Linked DNA regions of Sus scrofa: all the other regions are linked to region 3. The links are chromatin contacts, called in public Hi-C and HiChIP or PLAC-seq maps. All regions are on one chromosome and are shown on one strand. The core of a region is the stretch at or near the end of the contact, and the rest is flanking DNA. Distances in the headings are between cores, read along the strand shown.

Region 1 (4,180 bases), core at 662-3,161, 100 kb before region 3:
TCGGGTGCCCTCCTGCCCCCTCACCTCTAGGCTAGGTGTGGGCCCGAGATTACCCAGACCTCGTGTTCATGCCCTTGCCTGGGCTCTCTGAGCCCGTTCCTTGCTGCGAACGACGAGCAGGCCCTGCTGCCCGAGGTGATCACAGGCCCGGGGCCCCCTAGGTTGTGAGCTGGGGATGTGCTGTGGGGGAGGCAGGACGGCTTCCTGCCTGGTCCCTTGGTCCCCTTTCAAAGACAGAAATGGAGACTGAGCAAGGGCAGAGACTTGCCAGGGTGATGGAGGCGCAGAGGTCAAACCGCAATTAGCCAGAACTCACAAGAGTTGACTCGAATGTGGCACTTCCTGGCTGCCTGGTCTGAGGGCTTTGTAAGTACTAATTTACTGACTAATTTATTTCACCTTCACAGCGACCCTTGGAGGCAGGTACCGGTGTCATCCACATGTTTACAGATGAAGACACTGAGGCACAGAGAGCTCAAGGACCTTGCTCCAGGCTGCACAGCCGCTAAAGTCGATGCGAAGCAACAACTTCCTAACACTTCCCTGTGTGAGGCCTTCATTGGGCAAATGAGGCCCTGGGCTCAGGCCCTGCCACTCAGCCATGGGGGGGCAGGGCAGGGCAGGGACCAGAACCCAGGGCTCAGAGTGGGGCCTCCGGTGCTGGGTGTGCAGTGGGCCATGGCCCGAGGGGCCTGACCCCTCTCAGGGCAGCCAGCTCTGCCCCCTGCCTGTACCCACCTGTCTTAGCTTCCGCCTTCATCAGCTGAAACCAGGAAAGGGTTTTGAATGGCGCCTGCCACTCGCAGACACTCTTGTGCCCTGTTAACATCTTTGCTCCTCTCGCCCCCTGCTTCCCACTTGCCCTCTTCCAGATCCAGCTCCAACCCCAGGGAAGGGCTGAGCAGGGCTGGCGTGGGTGGAGGGGTGCAGCCAAGCCCGTGGCTTGGCAGCTGCCTGGGGTCACAAGCCAGGCACTCCGCCCTTCACACAGCTAGGGGGGTCTGGGCCTGGTCTACAGGCCCCACCTAAGCTTCTGGGACCCTGAGCCTCGGGCAGCCTATTCTCAGCCTTGAAAAGAAAGGTTCAGTCTCCAGGCCACTGTCCAGATGAGACAAGGAGGCCTGGACGTTGGATGGGAACAGCCCGATCGTCATTCTGAGTGGAGGCAGTGCAGCTTTCTCTACACAGCCGAGGAGGCCCTCCCTGCTCGTCGGAGAAGCCGAGATGCCATCTCAGGAGCGTCCCGAGTGCCAGCTCCTGAGGAAGGGGCTCTTTTCTCCACCGCATCTCTGTCTCTTGAGCTGATGGCGCTCCTGAGAATCCTCCGTGCGGCCACTAGAGCTTTTTACTTTGGGTCCTGAAGGATGTGTAGGAGTGCCCCAGAGGCTGGGGGCAGAGGAGGGCATTTCCGACCAACCACCCAGCCGACCGGGAGCATGGCGTGGACGGTGCTCTGGCACACTGGGGGATGGGCCAAGGGGTGTCCTGCGAAAGTGGCCAAACGTAACACGACTATGCAATCACTGTGTTCGCCCCGGTCAGAACTCTCCTGGCTTTTGGGACGGAGATGCCTCATGACCTGAGTGTGCGCGTTGTTTGCTCGTCGCAGGAAGAGACTGGCCTCCAGTGAGCCAGGGAGGGGGGCGGGGGGGAAACACGCCTTGCCTTTCCAAGGCTTTTCCCCAGCCGCCCACGCTGGAGCCCCGCTCACGGACTACGAGTCCCGGCAGGCCCCGCTCCCGCGGCGCATGCGCGATGGGCATGCTCGCGGGCGCCCACTGGGCGACCGGCAGGGGCGGGCCGGGCGGGCCGCGCGCCGCCCATTGGCCGGACAGCGCGTCCGTCGGGCGGGCCCGCCCCCGAGCAGGCCCCGCCCCGCCGCGCCCGCGCCTGGCGCCCGCCCGCCCGCGCCTCAGGACCGGCGGGGCCGCGCGGCGCATCCTGCGGGCGGCGGCGGGCGGCCGGGCGCAAGATGATGAAGTTTCGGTTCCGCAGGCAGGGCGCCGACCCGCAGCGCGAGAAGCTCAAGCAGGAGCTCTTCGCCTTCCACAAGGTGCGACGGCGGGCCGGGGGTGGGGGCCGGGCCGGAGCCACGTCGGGCCGGGGGAGGGGGCGCACGCCGGCCGGGCCGCCCGGCTCCGCTGGAACCGCGCGCCAGCCTCCCTCCATCCCTGCCCTCCGCTCCCCTGATTCTGTCTCCGCGTCTCGAACTCCGCCGGCCTCTTCCTGCGGGCCTCTCCGCCTCCGTGTGTCTCTTGGCGGCTCTCAACTCTGGCTCCGGCTCCACTTACTGTCTATCTCTTTCTCTGGGGGCCCCTCGGCGCCCCTGCTTAGTTAGCCCTCGGGCCAGTTTGTTTTGCTTTCGCCCCCAGGCCGGTGGGGAGGGGCGCGGAGTGGAGGCAGATGCTGGGGGGTGGGGCTGGGAAATCCCTTCCCGGTTCCTCTCCTCCCTTCCCCCACCGCCCTGGGCTCTGCCCCCAGCCCTGCCCCGCCGGGGGCTCCCGGGGGGGATGCCTGGCCGTGTAGCCAAGTGCAGTTCAACTCGTGGGGCCTCAGTTTCCCTTGCTCGGAGATAGAGCCCCTGTCTTCCCTGCTGTGGGCTCCGTGTCACACGGGCCATCCGGCCCACTGCTTCTCCTGGAGCCCAGGCGGAGGGGGGGGGAGGGCCGGGCCGCTCCTTCCTTTCTTTCCTGGGTAGGGCAAGAGGGGCCGCCGAAAGGGGCTGCCTTCGGCCCCGCCTCCCCTGCGCTAGTGTGTGCTGGAGAGAGGCCTGCCCCTCGCCAACTCCCCCAGGGCTGTGACTTGTGGCCTGGGTATTACACCCAAGCCCTCTGGTCGCCCAGCCCCTACCCAGGCTCTTGGGGCTGGTAACACACAGGTGAGACAACTGAGGCTGAGAGAGGGCCGGCCACCTGCCCAAAGTCAGAGTAAGCGGAGGCACTCAGTCTTTGCCTGGCCTCGTCAGTGGGATTTGACGTAGCCTGGAGGGACAGGGACTTTGGGAGGGCCTCCTGTGGTCCTGAGCCAGCTTCGAGGAGACTCTTGTCCAGGTGACGCTCTGGGATGGCTGGTCCTGGAGCGGCCGGGGCAGAACGTCTCTGGGCCAGGCAGGGTTTCCCAGGTGGTGGAAGCGGGGGCCAGGACCCTCAGACTTCAAGGTCCAGGGGTCCAGAGCGGGGGCTGGTGCCCAGGGGCTCCTGGATGGCCCCCTTCCCTTGCTGAGTGGCCGTGCGGGTGTGTGGACAGGGATGGCGTTTGGGCAGGTGTTGTGCTAAGGTGTCACTTCCTCGGCACGTGAGGTGGGGTGTGAAGTGGGGACCTGAGGCAGCTGCGGGGAGGGGGAAGGCTTGCTCCCCCTGGCTGGGCCCCTGGTTGGCAGAAGCTGCGGTCTCCCTGCTAAGGAGGGTGAGGCCCCATTTTGACTGGGCAGCAGTGGTGGGAGGGGCATGATCTTGGGCAGGGGGCTTGGTCACTAGAGGGTGTGGCGGCTGATGCCTAGAAGATGGGCTCCAGGAGTTCCTGCTTTGGCGCAATCAGAGGGGCAGCGTCCCTGCAGCACCAGCATGCAGGTTCAGGCCCCGGCTCAGCACCGTGGCTTAAGGGTCTGGCGTTGCCACAGCTGTGGCAAAGGTTGCAGCTGCCGCTTGGCTCTGATCACTGGCTCAGGAGCTCCGTGGACCCCAGGGAGGCTAAAGAAGGAAACAAAAAAGAAAGAACATAGGCCCCAGATTCCCGAGGGGTCGGGGAAGCGGGGAACGGGGGGCAGGAGTGAGCCCGGACTTGGGACCCAGACTTGGGTGCACATCCCGGCCCTGCCCCCCGTTGCATGTGGCACGTCCACATGTTTGTCATTTTAACAAATTCTCACTCCGGCGAAGACGGTGGGAAGCCGGCAGGAGAGAGGGAACTAGGCAGCGTGCTTCGGGGGTGGCTCCAAGGGTGAGCTCAGGCAGGTGAGGGCGTGGTTGGGGGGCGACAGGGACGCTGGGTGGAAGGCATCCAGGCAGAGGCCCGCGGATGCGGGGGCTGGGAGTGCATGGCCACCAAGTGACCCGTGGGGCAGGGAGGGGCCCGAGGGCCAGGACTTGGCTTTGACTGGAAGTGAGCTGGGAGCCCCGGGGGGGTCCTGAGCGGAGGAGCGGCAGCCAGACACGGCCGGCCGGGTCCACTGTGGGCATGG
Region 2 (4,187 bases), core at 1,554-4,053, 78 kb before region 3:
CTCTCAGACCTGCAACCGCCTCACGCTTCAGACATGAGGTCAGTGCAGGATGGCTGAGCGGGGGGGACCAGGATCAGGACTCAAGTGACAGGAGGAGTAAGAGCGGCCACCGCTGCTGCCCGCCCCGCCCTAAAGCCCATGCGGGGCCACTCAGCAGTCACCACTGGACCACCTCGAAAAGCGGCAGGGACCTGTCCAAGGCCACCTAGCCGAGAAGAGACAGAACGCAGATGCGAACCGGGACAGCCCAGATTAAGGGCAGCTCACTTGAGCCATCATGAGCACCTCCCCTCCCAGCCCAACCCCAGCCTGCCCAGCTCTCCCACTGCCTGGCGGGCTGATCCTGGGCCAGGGACCTGCCTCCATGGCCAAGCATCCTCAGCTGTGAACTTGCTGGGCGCGGGGATTGTGTGAAAAAGCCCTTCTGGGAGGGGTGGCAAGGGGCTTAATCAGCATCAGCTGTTACGTAGTTGTTTACAACAGGTGGCATTTTGAATTTTTACCTTTTCCCTCACGGGTTACTTAACCCAAGGAAGCCTCCTTTCCCCCACTTCAGGAGAGGGTCCCTGAGCCTGACGCGGGGTGGACGGAGGCGCTGGTCCTGCCCTCACCCCCGCCCTAGGGCAGCACTCACCCGCAGCGATGGCAGGCTAGACAGATCCCCGTGAAGCGTGGTCAGGTGGTTGTGGCTTACTGACAGGTGCTCCTGGGCAGGGACAGGGGAGCAGAGGTTCAGCAGGGTGTGCGGGCTGTCCCTGTGTCCCTCCCTGCCCCAAGACCCACCCCCCCATGGCCACAGGGGCCCAGTCCACGCTGTAGCCTCCCTCCCTCCCAGACCCAGACTCTTCTTGCACTCCTCTGGGGACGGGATGCTCACTCCCTCCCCACTAGCCCTGCCTATGGCCGTTGGCATCCTCTGCGTCGTCCGCCCAGGCTCTGCCCGCCCGGCCAGCCCCATCCACAGGGACCCTCCCTGCTGGCCCAGAGATTCCTACCAGCTTCTGCAGGGCGGCCAACTCCTCCGGCAGGTAGCACAGGCCAGTGCGGTTGAGCTTCAGCCATCGCAGACTGGTCATGGCCTTGACATTCTCAGGGAAGTAGCCACCCTAGGTGGTACGTCATGATGACGCTGGTCCGGAAACGGGGTGCCCCTGCTCTACCACCCCCTGTGGCCTCCACTGCCCATGGGGGCTCTTGTGGAGCAAAAGTCATCTCTGACTGGTTGTGTGACCCTGGACAAGTCACTTTGCCACCCTGTGCTTTAATTTCCCACCCACAGGATTCATAAACCCCCCCCACTGGGGAAAAGCGTCATGACCACCAATTAACATCCAAGACACCTGCTGCCCTGAGACCCGTCTCTCTTGTTGGAACCTCAGCCCCAGGAAGCCTTGTTCCAGATGACACAGCCACTCCCAACTATGTGCTTAGATGGGCTCCATGCCTTTGCCTGGCATCCCGAACCTGCTGTGGCACCTGGGTTAGGGGTACCCCTCAGCTTCTCCAAGGTCCCACCTGTGCTCCCACCCTGCCGTCAGCACACAGCTCCCCAGCCCCGCCAGTCGCCCAGCCTCAGCCCCGTTGGTTAGTTCACTCATTCGCAGCTCTTCCCACAACCAAATGCCCACTCAGTACCCCCACCCTTGTGGCATGGGGCCTAGGCAGTGTGTGCTTTCACTGCCCTTGGCTGGTGTCCCCTTCCCCCTACGGCTACAACTCCCAGCTGGTGACTCAGACTCTCCCACTCTGTACAGGACACGTGGGGACCCCCAGACAGGATGGTGGGCAGGAGGCAGAGGAAAGTGGTATGGCTGCCTGGGCACAGGGTCAAGGGTGCACACAGGGAACAAGGCAGGAAGAAAAGCCTGCCTCCTCAGCCCTGGCCCGACCCCGGGGTCCCAGCCAAAGCCTGGGCCGCTGGGCCCTGCACACCCGGGCTGACACTATACTGACCCCAGCCGGAGTCTGCCCACTGGCCCATCCTGCCGAGGAGATGACCCTCTTGGAGCCAGGCTGACTCTGGCCTCTGCTGCTGCCCCGCCTCCTCTCCGGTGCCCAGCCCTGCCCGCCTGGTTCCCGGTCTCCAAAACAGCCTCCCTCATCCCCAGTGCCTGGTCCTTGAGACCCAGGTTGTTCAGTTCAGCAGCTGTTCAAACAACTGCCGCCTGGGTCTCGACACCTGCCAGACGCACTCGCCACGAAAACGCATCCCTGCCTTCGGAAGACTAATCTCAAGTGCCTTCCTCGAATGAGAAAGCGAGGCTCGGAGAAGGGAAGTGACTTGCCCAAGACCACACAGGATGGGGGTGGCAGGAGGGGGCAGGGCAGTGACGGCGGCGCGGCCGTGAGTCAGGGCTCCGCTCGGGCGTGTGACCTCACAGGGGCGGGGAGGGAGGGCTGGGGAGGCGGGGGCACAGGCTCCCGACCCGGGCCGGCTGGGTGGGGCCCGGCGCCTGGACGGAGCCCGGTGGGGGCTCTCCGCGCGCGCCCGCGGCGTTCTGCCTGGGTGCCCGCCGCGGGCGCGGGACGGAGGCGCGGCGGTCGGCTCGGGACGGGGCCCAGGCCCAGCGAGCCGGTCCGCGGGTCCGGGGCCCGCAGGAAGCGGAGGGGCGGGCTGGGGGAGGCCCGGCCGCCGCCCGGGGGCTCACCTTGAAGTCGTTGCCGCTGAGGTCCACGCCGCGCACGAACGGAAGCACCCCGGTGGCCTCCATGGCGGCGCAGCTCGGCAGGCTGCGGGGCGCGGGCGCGGGCGGCCGGCGGCGCTGGGCGGGGCGGGGCGGGGCGCCGCGGGGGCGGGGCGGGGCGCGCGTCGGCCCCGCCCCTCGGCCTGCCGCCGCCGCCGCCGGGCCCTCTGCTCCGGACTCGGCCTCGGCGCCCGAGGCTCAACAGCCGGCGCTTGCTGGCTCCCGGGCCCCCGGTGGCTCGGGACCCAGGCCTGGGCGCACGGGGCAGCGGGAGTTGGATGCTAGGGTCCTCAGCCAGAGCCGCGGGCCTGCCTCCCGTGAAGCGCTCCCTGGGGCGCGGCGCCCGCGCTTGGAGGCGACTCCGAGTGCAGTTACGTTCTCATTCGTCCCCCGAGGGAGGCGTCCCCTGGCTGGCACATGGCAGCCCCAGTAGGCGACAAGGCCGCTGTGCCCTTCACGAGAAAGGCAGCAGCAGACCACAGAGACCCAGAGGCCCGCAGGGTGCGTGCCAGCTAGAAGGAAGCTCGCCTTCTCCCCCGTCGCGGTTGGGAGCGCGGCCCTGTCCCTTTAAGAAGCAGCGCGCCGGGAAGCCCCGCCCCGAGGAGCGCGCGGCCGCCATTGGCTGAGCGCGCCTCAGGGCGGCACGTGGGCGCAGGCTTCGAGCGCTCCGATTGGAGCCAGAGCCTGCCGGTCTGCTCGCCGGGCACGCGCCCGCCCCCCGGGCCTCCGCGTTCGGTTCCCGGGTCTTTCACGTTCCACTCCCGGACGGCCCCGGGGTGCGCGGCCCGAGCAGGCCCCCTGTGTCCGCCGGCAGGTGTGCCGAAGCCGCGACGCAGGTACGGCCAGAGCGTGGGGGCGTGGCCTCCCTGGGTGCGCTCTCCGGCCGGGAAAGGGCCACTGGTGAAGGGCTGGGGCTGGCCTCCGAGCTCGGGTCCTGTCTGGATGGGTCCTATCCTGGGTCCATCCTGGCGTCCCCAGGGCCTCGGTGCCCTCGCCAGCCGGGGCTTGTAGGAGGAGGGGAGGCCCGGCCGCGCCCTCTCCCCTTCGCTGGTTGGGGTGTGCGCAGCCCCCTCAGGAGCTGGGCGGTGACCCAGGTCAGGCAGGGGGGCGGTGGCAGTACTCATCTCCGACGAGGAAGCCTTCCAAGGGCCATGCTGGGTCAACCCCGGCCGTCTTTCCTATTTTTAGTTTGGGAGCGAGGCGTGGGTGCGGGGCTGCAGGCCCTACCTGGCAGCTGAGCCGGGCACCCGCCCAAAGCAGGGCGGCCAGAAGTCCTTGGGGTTGAGTTGGCTCTGAGCTAAGAGTCATCTGCTCAGGCGTCCTTAGCTGTCCTGCCGGGCCGTCTGACTGGTGTCCTGGGCTTGTCTCTTGGTCACACCCTCTTCACTCGGTCCCACCCCAGCTCATCCCTTCCAGGCCACTTACTTTAAACCTTTCCTAGCGCACCTGCACCACTTTGCAGATGAGCAAACGCAGGGCCTCGGATCCACAGCTACCTTCCAT
Region 3 (4,027 bases), core at 1,127-3,626:
TCTTTCTTGCCATACCCGTGGCATGAGGAAGTTGCTGGGCCAGGAATCAAACCTGTGCCACAGCAGCGACCCAAGCCACAGCAGTGACAATGCCAGATCCTTAACCCATTGAGCCACAAGGGAACTCCTACATGCATTTTTTCTATTCTCTGGGGTGTTGTTTCAGCGCTCAGCAACAGGGACATGAATAGCAGGGGTGTAACAGGCTGGACGGCGCCCCCGAAGATATCAGGCTTTCATCCCTGGAACCAATATTCCTTTACTTGGGAAAAGGGTCTTGGCAGATCTGATCAAGTAAAGGACCTTGAGGCAATTTTCCTGGATTATGTGGCTGGGCCTTAGTGCAGTCACGTGTCCTTCTAAGTGGGAGGCAGGGGAGACAATGCGTGCGTGCGCGCACACACACACACACACACACACAAGGCGCCGTGAAGATGGAGGCAAAGATTGGAGTGATAATGCCACAAACCAAGACAGGCTGGCAGCCACCAGAGGCTGGCAGAGGCCAGGGACAGGTTCTTCCTGAAAGCCTCTGGAGGGAGGGAGCCCTCGTTGGCTCCTTGACCACATTTCAAGCATCTGGCCTCCAGAACTGTGAGATAAGAAGTGCATGCCGCTCTTAGGCCACTCCGTGTGCAGTGATTTGTCACAGCAACCACAGGAAACACACAGAAATGGCTTGAACAAGATAGAAGCTGCCAGCTTACACATCACAGGCCAAGAACAGACCGCCCAGGGCTGCTACGGGGGCTCCACAGACAGCCATGATTCAGGCTGACATAGCTTTCTGCTCTCTCAGAGCGCTCAGTCCTGGGGGCTGGCAGACCTGTACAAAGCCCAGGCGATTGTGGGGCTAAAGGGCAGAGACTCTTCCAGGGCTGTGGTCTGGAAAGTTCTAGAGCAGGAGTTGCTCAGGCAAGGCCTGGAAAGCTAAGCTCTTCGTTTGAGGGTGATGGCCAAGTGGAGGCTCCTCCCTTTTGATCCATTATGCCTGCCTCCCCATGTTCGCGGTTCAAGCTTCAGAAATCCTCACCTCTGGCTTGGCACACATGCCCAGCTGCTCTGTTCCCCCCTCCCGCCCCCGCCCCGTCACTCCAATTGGGTTGCACATCTGTCTCTCTCTAAGCTGCACGGACCAGGTCTTCTGATTCTTTAAATCACCCATATTGCTTAGCAAAGTGCCTGGCAACAAAACAAGTGCCCAAAGACTGCTTTGGGGGCTGGGGGAATGAGATTAAAAAACAGAATAAAACGGGCATGAGAGAGCTAGGCGTGGTGGAGATGGTCGGAACTGGTTCCTGGTGGTGGTCGCACAGCTCCATCAATTTACCAAGAATCCTTGGATCATGCACATAAAAACACGTGACTTTTAACAGGATGTAAATTATACCCCAACAAAGCTGTGTTTGTGTTGTTGTTGTTTGGTCTTTTGGTATTTTTCTAGGGCCGCGCTCGCGGCATATGGAGGTTCCCAGGCTAGGGGTCGAATCAGAGCTGTAGCCGCCGGCCTACGCCAGAGCCACAGCAACGCAGGATCCAAGCCGCGTCTGCGACCCACGCCACAGCTCACAGCAGCACCGGATCCTTAACCCACTGGGCAAGGCCAGGGATCGAACCCGCAACCTCATGGTTCCTAGTTGGATTCGTTAACCACTGAGCCACGCGGGAACTCCTCTGTTGTTTTTTTAAAGTCTAAAGTACTTGAGTAGCTACCGCGGAAAAGGCAGAAAGTACGCAAGGCAACCGGGGCTGCGTTGGGAGCATAAAGGGGCTGATGTTTAAAGGGTGCACCTGGCCGTACCTGCTGACGCTGAAAAATTAGTAGTACCCGAGGCCCAACGATCCCATTCACAGGTCTACACCCAACGCAAGTGCGAATACGCGTGCCCACACCTGCGAAAGGCTCCCGCGACACTACTTATGCACGATGGCCCAAGCCCGACACCAGCCCGCCGCCAGCAGCGGAAGAGCTGGACGAACGCGCTGGAGCCCTGAGAACGGCTGTGTTCGCGCCAAACACACCCACGAGGGCGCGGAGGACGCTCCCGGGGCGGCCGGAGCCCTGCGGGGGCGCCACGGTCAATGACAAGCTGAGTCACGACAGGGGCCGGAGGAGGGGCCGGGACACGGCGCGCGGCCGTCTGGACGCGGCCTCGCCGGCTCGTTCGGTTCCGGAGGAAGCGCCGGCGCACGCGCTTTTCCAGATGACCCTTCACCCTGGAGGGAAAATGCAAAAGCCGCAGAGCCGGCGGCAGCCTGGTTTCCCGCCTCGCCGCCTCCCCCCGGCGGCCGCTCTGCGAACTGCAGCGCTGGCGGGCAGGCGCGCCCGGGAGGCGGGTTCAGGAGCACCTCGAGCAGAAGGAAAGCTCCGCCCATCGGCCAAGCCCCGGCCGCGTGCAGAACTCACTCCGGGGACTCACGGGTTGAAAAAGCAGAACCGGCCGGGGCCCTACCGGCCTCTGAAGTGGGTTGGGCCCAGGTCCCCCGCCCCTGCACTCCCGTCTCACCCCTCCCGGCTCCCCAAACCCCAGCCCCACCGTCACCGGCCTGGGCTCCTTCGCGGGTCTCTGCGTGGCTGACTCAGGTCAGGTGTGGAGCGCGTGACGGAGGCGGGCCAATCAGGGCTGACTGTCCTTGATTGGCTCGAAAGCGAGCATGTGACTAAGCCTGGCCAATCGGAGCGAGACGTGGGACTTTGGCGGGGCATGCGGGGTGGGGCGGGGCGCCAAGGCAGCAACCTCCCTCCTTAAGGAGGCAGCCCCTGGAGCTGGAAGCCGCCACCTGGTCACTGTCTGCAAAGGGGAGCAACAGCCACGTGACGGAGCCGGAGCAGTGCCTGGCCACATGCTTGGATCGCTGGGTCCACGCCTGCCTGACGTGGAATCTAGGACTACTCGGTTGCGTGGGAAAGTTTCCTTTTCTGGCGGTAAGGCAATTTCCCCCCACCCCACCCGACCCCAGTGCTCTGCCACTGAAAGAAGGAAACAGAAGGAGTGTGATGTCCCGTGATTCCAGAACGATGAGCCCTTGGATTGGAGGGAGTGATGGCGACCTCAGGGGTGAGGGTAGTGCTGCAGGAAAGAGGAGAGATTTTTGCTGTGACTTGAGATCAGGGAGCTTTAAACGGGCAAAATTAAGTCACCAGTAAACCACGCAGGAAATGAAAGCGAGAGGTGAACGTCTCCACTTTAGATTTTATATCTATCTTTCGATTCCTGTCATCAAAGTTTCCAACCCCATGGTTTGATAAACGCACTACCTAGGTTTAACAAGTGTTAGCCTTTGGTCTTATTTACATTAACGGTTTGTTAAGCTACTCATTTGCAGACATCATGACTAGAGGGGGAGGTTCCGAAGCAGAACTGTGAATCCCCCCTACAGCCTCAAGAACTGACTTTGTTCTGTGTGTCCGCACTGAGGTGGCTCCTGCAGGATCTGTATGTGCTGTTAAACTGACCCACAGCCGCCCCTCGGCTCAGTGTCCTTGGCTGCTGGGGTTATTTTGACATGACCTAAAATGTGTGGACTGTAGCTTTTTTTTTTTTTTTTTTTTTTTTGGCTTTTTAGGGCCGGACCCAGGGCATATGGAAGTTCCCAGGCTAAGAGTCAAATAGGAGCTGTGGCCTCCAGCCTACACCACAGCCACAACAACGTGGGATCCAGGCCACATCTTCGGCCTACACCACAGCTCACGGCAACACCGGATCCCCTACCCACTGAGCGAGGCCAGGGATCAAACCGCATCCTCATGGATTCTTTCCACTGAGCCACAATGGGAACTCCTGGGCTGTAGCTTTGCTGAAGCATGCAAGTGGCTCCTAACCTCACGAAGCTGGCAGGGAACCCTGGAGCCAGTGGCTCCTCTTTGCTGAAGTTGCAGCGACCAGAACGTGCCCTGCGCGCAGTGATCAGAGCCGTGGAGAGCTGTGTGGGGAGTACTCTGTGTCCTCTGCAGCACTGCTGCGGCTTCCTGTTCCACAGCCTCTCTACGTCGGCGAGGCGCTGGCTGAGCGTTGGGTATTGAGAG

The links. A called contact is a pair of places that touch in the nucleus more often than the background predicts. HiChIP or PLAC-seq counts read pairs in DNA pulled down with a chosen protein or histone mark.
Region 1: a Hi-C map of subcutaneous adipose tissue shows a contact between it and region 3, with 2.5 times the contacts expected there. The contact joins the promoter of LLGL1 here to the enhancer-like site in region 3. A contact is called at or near these places in 12 of 47 Hi-C or Micro-C datasets (alveolar macrophages, blood, embryonic fibroblasts and 9 more) and 2 of 2 datasets of contacts at active chromatin or transcription factors (alveolar macrophages and skeletal muscle).
Region 2: an H3K27ac HiChIP or PLAC-seq map of skeletal muscle shows a contact between it and region 3. The contact joins the promoter of MIEF2 here to the enhancer-like site in region 3. A contact is called at or near these places in 2 of 5 promoter capture datasets (fetal liver and liver), 7 of 47 Hi-C or Micro-C datasets (fetal heart ventricle, fetal skeletal muscle, liver and 3 more) and 2 of 2 datasets of contacts at active chromatin or transcription factors (alveolar macrophages and skeletal muscle).

The regions. Positions count from the first base shown.
Region 1 is chr12:60,498,154-60,502,333 of Sscrofa11.1, reverse strand. LLGL1 (lethal(2) giant larvae protein homolog 1) reads left to right here and starts at 1,911. Exons shown (of 24, transcript XM_021067985.1): 1 at 1,911-2,053. The coding sequence starts at 1,973. LOC110256131 (a long non-coding RNA gene) reads left to right here. Exons shown (of 2, transcript XR_002337407.1): 1 at 1-135; 2 at 408-1,030.
Region 2 is chr12:60,474,311-60,478,497 of Sscrofa11.1, reverse strand. MIEF2 (mitochondrial dynamics protein MID49) reads left to right here and starts at 2,803. Exons shown (of 6, transcript XR_002337405.1): 1 at 2,803-3,185. FLII (protein flightless-1 homolog) reads right to left here and starts at 2,776. Exons shown (of 30, transcript XM_021067983.1): 1 at 2,649-2,776; 2 at 996-1,106; 3 at 635-706. The coding sequence starts at 2,711.
Region 3 is chr12:60,396,165-60,400,191 of Sscrofa11.1, reverse strand. No RefSeq gene overlaps it. Among named protein-coding and RNA genes, the nearest start is that of PRPSAP2, 10 kb to the right of the region's middle. Within about 2 kb of position 2,376, at least 41 of the 83 cell types and tissues checked have an H3K27ac peak or open chromatin away from gene starts, as enhancers often do. A contact at or near this core is called in alveolar macrophages, fetal liver, liver and 4 more, where this site is marked.